2 separate regions of the Gossypium hirsutum genome follow, and region 1 is linked to region 2. Evidence: chromatin contacts called from public Hi-C data. All regions are on one chromosome and are shown on one strand. Each heading gives the region's core, a stretch centred on a gene start, on an enhancer-like site or on the middle of the called end of the contact. The rest is flanking DNA. Distances are from core to core; before and after follow the strand shown.

Region 1 (2,700 bases), core at 117-2,616, 210 kb after region 2:
ATTAATACACTAAATAGATATACAACTTAAATTCAATACTTAATTTTCTAATATTTTATTTTTTAATTTATCAAACAACGCCTTACTTTTATAACTTAATTTTTATATTCCATTTTAACCCCAATTATTAATAAATTATTTTTTTTATATGAACTACCATCATTATCTAGTTCAATCTCATTTTTGTAATGACATTAAAAAATCAGTTAACACATAGCGTTAATCACAATATGTCTGATCAATCAGAATGTGCCATGTCACATTCAAATTTATTAAAATTATTTTTTAAAAATTAAAATTCAAAAATAAAAAATCTTAAGAAGTAAATATTTTTAAAAATATCTTTCCCTTCTTGATATTGTAATGGTAATAATAAAAAAGGATTATACAAGGTTTCCTTCCTGTCCCCTCGAAAATACAATGATCTCGGAGGTAATGCCATTAAAAACTCTATAAGACCCGTGAGATCCATCTTTCATCAAGTCCCATTTTTCTTATGACTACTTGGAGGTAACCTTGTTAATTGTTACAACACTTTGAGTGGCACAATCAGTGTTACCAATGTTTTTAAAATTTGATCAACGGTTTAATTGGTCAAATCACTAGTTCATCGGTTCATCTAGTTCGGTTAAAATTAATAAAAATTTAAAAAAAATTAAAATTTAAAAAAATCGACCAAATCAATACAATCGATTTTTAACCAGTTCAACCGGTTCAATGCCATTCTTCGGATTAGTACCCTAATCGGTTCTCAATTTGACTGGCCAATCCCGTTCGGTTCAAACATCATTAATTACAAACTTAACAACACTTCAAATTTAGGGTAAATTAACCATTCGTCATTAAATTAGGGGTAAGTTTTTGTTTCTATCACTTAACTAAGAAAATTTACAATTTGGTTATTGAACTATTTAAAAGTTTTTATTTAAGTCACTGAGTTGTTAAGTTTTTAAAAAAATTCCGCCAATGAGCTCTAAAAGGTGATTCAATGATTGGTATGGTAGATCAATACCCATCAACGAGTAAAAGAATATACCTTAGATCCAAGTCGATCTAATGGTCAGTGTCGATAATTGGAGAAAAAAACTGTTTGAATTTTGACTTGTAGATTTGTAATGTCTAAAGTTGTTTCATGAAAAAAATTAAACTGTAGAAGAGAAAGGTAAAGATAACTTACCCATAGTTTAGTAACAAATGGTGGAATTTCCCTACCATTTAAGAAGAAAGACCCATGAGATCCCCCGAGCAGCGCCATTGTTACAAAACAAAGAGTTTTATCTTTCGGCCCAATAATAACAGCGAGCTTCTCGTTTTGGGCTGTCAAAGCCCAATTGGAATAAATAATGGTTCTTTTTTTTCGAAATGCTGGGCGCGGATGGATCAAATCAGGCAAATTAAAAAACTACGATTTCTACTCTGAAATTTGTTTGGAGTGAGTGAGAGATGTTGAAGGCAGGGTGGCAGCTTCATCATTGTTATTAGCATTTCAATTCAGTCCCCAAATCTGTTTTTCCAAAAAATGAGTTCTAAAGAAAGTTGCAGAATCGAGCTCCGCACTGCTATTCGCCAACTCAGCGACCGTTGCCTTTACTCTGCTTCCAAATGGTAACCCTTCATAAAACCCTAAACCCACGCTACTCTCTCTTTGCTTTTTGATGAAGAAGAATAAGAAAGATTGAATTTTTTACTCTTTTACAATGAACCCATTTCTCTGAATCTCTTAGCATTTTAGGTCTTAGAAGATCTGTAGAACACTTTGGAAATGGTGCTTTATTTGGCTTCTTGAAGTAGAGCTGAACTTTTTTCTTTGGGAGTCCAATGCCTTAATCTGGGTTGCTAATTTTGGCTTTGCTTTTCCTTTCAATGTGCTTTTTTAATGATAAAGTTATGTTTTTTTATGCTGTCTTCTGGGAGCAATAAATCATTGGTTGGTTTGATTTACAGGGCAGCAGAACAGCTTGTCGGAATCGAGCAAGACCCAGCTAAGTTCACGCCTTCAAACACGAGATTTCAGCGTGGAAGCTCGAGTATACGCAGAAGGTTCCGCACCAATGAGATTACTTCCACACCTCCCACTGGTGTTGCCTATGTGTCCACTCCAGTGATGGAGGAAGATGAAGCCATACATGGCGACTTTTACCTTCTTGCCAAGTCATACTTTGATTGCCGAGAATATAGGAGAGCCGCTCATGTGCTTCGGGATCAAACTGGAAAGAAATCCGTGTTCTTGCGATGTTATGCTCTTTATCTGGTTTGTTCACTTCTCATTTCGCAGTCTTATAGTATTTTAAATGACTTGCTGTTCTTATGCTCCCTGGTTTTGATTGTGTAAAATTGAGTCTGATGATGTCACAGCTAGTTCAAATGTCAATTATTGTGTTCGGTATGCTTTAGTTGATCGCCTTTCTCTAGAGTAATAAGATTTGACAAACACCAGATTTAGTGAATGAATGCTTTGTTTGTACCTCTATAACCTATTATAACAGTGGAAGCTTGCTTGTGGAGGAGAATAAGTTGTGGTGATTAATTTTTCTTCATCGATGAAGAAGCTTATCCTTGCTTCAAAGTATGAAAATTGAGGTTTTGCAAGTATTTTATTTGGACAATTATGTTACCCTTTTTCCTTCTTTTTTTGGGCTTAATGGGGAAACATTGAGATTAGGTTGAGGAAGGAAATAACATTCGTCTTGTGTAAATATA
Region 2 (2,700 bases), core at 197-2,696:
AATGGACGTGAATACATCCTCAAAGGCTCACTATTGTTAGAATCTTCTCTAAGCTTTTGTTCTTATGAAACAGTTTCTTCAACTTCATCAATATCAAAAAATTCTTCAGAGACATACAGTTCAAGTGAAGATTCCAATGTTGCTGGAAAAACTAGAAGGAAACATCATTCATGGAGTGAATTCAAGGAGCTTGATGATGAACACAAAATCTATAAGGCTAAAACCAGTAGGGATTTTAGCAGCAAAGGCAACAGTGTGTCAACACAGACAGACCATGAAATGGGAAACAATCAAGTGCAGGATTCTCGGCCGTCTTCGAATTCGAATTCGGAAATTCTGAAAAGTATGAACATAGCAGCAGATATTAGAGATCAAAGCGTTGAAAATGATCGTCCTAGTGGGAGGATCAAAGCAGCTGCGGTTTTAATGCAATTGATTACTTGTGGATCAAAGAGAGTCAAGGATTTGGAAACAATGGAAATTAGGGGTTGATGAGTTGATGAGAGAAACTAGTAATATGCTATGAATCATGATGCAAAAATGGTTAAAATGTTCTTTTTTTTCAGTTTCATGAAGGTGAAAAGAAAATGTTGCCTACACCATCTTTTATCTAAACTCAATGTTATTTGAAGAACAAGATAATGGATTAAGACTAGAACTTTGGATAGTGTCTTGTGTTCTTGATTATCTTGTGGTGTAATTATTTGCCATATTTCCATTTTTCTTTTTCTTTTCCTTTTCTTTTTAATGATAATGGGTAATCAACCTGTTCATGAGATGAGTTATCTGCTTAAATATGAAAACTCATCCAAAATTTAAAAAGATTTGAATAAAAATATTAGTTCAAAAATTAGGTTTGAATAAAAATATTGTTTAATATTAAAATATACTTGAGTAACACCTTTTACAAATATAAATAAATTTGTGAAAAATTTTAAACTCACATTTTAAACCGAATTTAAATAAATATAAAAATACAATTAATCCCATATTTAAACCCGGTTCAACCCAAAAACACCATTTATGAAATGAAAAAGAATTCTGTTTTTGCAATGTCATAGAAGGAATAGCATTTGGGCTTCAAGACTCAATGGACCACAGAGATGGGTAGTTAGACTCAATGGACTAGGACCAATATGGCAATGCCTTTACCCTCTTAAAGGAAAAAATCATATTCATGTATTTGTATTTAGTATATACTTAGGTATGGCCTATAATATAATATTTTGAAGGATCATGAAATATTTTTTAAAAAATTTAAATATATTCGTGGTAACCAAATTTGTATCTAACACTTGATACATACTAAAAATCGGAAATTTTTATTTCATTTAACTTCGAATGGATAACATATTGTTGTTGATTTATATTAAAAAATTAAAAAAATTTTAAAAAAAATAAACCATCCCAAAAATATTCACTAATAAGAAATTGGAAAAGAACAAAAAAAATTAAAGTAACAAGCTGGTGGTGCTTGAGGTCAATGACCCATTGAAAGGCTATAAACTAGTTTCATCTTTGCACCCATCAGATTGTCTTTCCTTAAACAACCAAAGAAATCACTTCACGTCAGTTGCCTTATTCCTACATGGTGCCTAGAACTCTTCTTGTCTTTGCTTTTTCCTTCTTTTTCTGTGTGCTCAAAGAACTTTATTAAGGTTCTTCAATCTTCTTCATTCACCCACTTATCATTGCACAAGTTCCTTTGATCTTTGTTGTTGGGTTCTTTCAAGTTCCTTTAAGTTTAAACACTCATCTGGGAGGTTGGGTTTCTTTCAATGGGACCCATTAAAGGGTTCAAGAGAAGGAAAAAAACCGCAGACAAGAAGGTGGTTGACCACAATGTCCTGCCTTCTTCTTTAGGGTCTCAATCTCAGCCTTTGGATTGGTGGGATGAGTTCTCCAACAGGATTTCAGGTATTGTAAATAACATACTTCTCTACTGTTCCTCAATGTTTTTAAGGCATTTGATTCTGTTTTGCTTGAACATGTATATAAATGATTATTAGAAAGGCTGCTGTTGGGTTTTGCTTTATGTTTAATGAAATTTCATGACTTGGGTCCAAATGGGTCTCTTTTAATTTGATTGAATGGTATGAGATGGAGCTTTGCTGGGTTTAAATTATCTGCAAGATTTGAAGCTTTTTATCTATATCGTATTTTGGTTTTGTGGATTGCTTTCATTGCTGGGAATTTGGCTTGTCCTATGTAGTGCTCCAAGAGGCATTTGTTAGGTTTTTTGTCTAGAAAGTTTTCTGATAAAATTTCTGTTTTAGGACATAGGTTGAAAACACAACTGTAGTGACTAGATTGATGTTTTGAGACATTTTGGGTATAATGCAGTTTGTATTCGTGCTTTGTCTGCCTGTGATGTTGCGCTTTTCACCAGCTCTGTTCGTCGATGGTTTATCATGACAGGCATTGTTTTCTTAAGGACATGAGTTCAATCCATATGTTTATAGTTACTAGGATATAAACCTGTATGGACTAAGTATTAGAAATGAAGTATGTGCATCTTGAAAGGCTAAGCAACAGGTCTCCCGAGCTCTATTTTGACCCTTTTACTCGCATTTGCAGAACAAATTTTTGAGTCACTGCACAATTAGCTTCTTTTTCGGTGTTGCTTGTTGCTTGAATGTAAAATGTCTCTTCATTGAACTGCAATCAGATGACTGATATCCATGCTCGGATAAATTTCTT

The links. Hi-C and Micro-C count contacts between places; a contact is called where the count stands out from the background.
Region 1: a contact with region 2 is called in a Hi-C map of leaf, with 7 times the contacts expected there. The contact joins the promoter of LOC107938199 here to the promoter of LOC107936436 in region 2. A contact is called at or near these places in 13 of 34 Hi-C or Micro-C datasets (callus, fibers, hypocotyl and 2 more).

Annotation. Positions count from the first base shown.
Region 1 is chrD10:63,334,218-63,336,917 of Gossypium_hirsutum_v2.1, forward strand. It overlaps LOC107938199 (anaphase-promoting complex subunit 8), which reads left to right and starts at 1,367. Exons shown (of 4, transcript XM_016871283.2): 1 at 1,367-1,605; 2 at 1,945-2,251. The coding sequence starts at 1,520.
Region 2 is chrD10:63,123,941-63,126,640 of Gossypium_hirsutum_v2.1, forward strand. LOC107936436 (protein ALP1-like) reads left to right here and starts at 1,447. Exons shown (of 2, transcript XM_016869162.2): 1 at 1,447-1,917. The coding sequence starts at 1,779. It overlaps LOC107936465 (protein SOSEKI 2), which reads left to right. Exons shown (of 4, transcript XM_016869194.2): 4 at 74-667. The coding sequence ends at 492.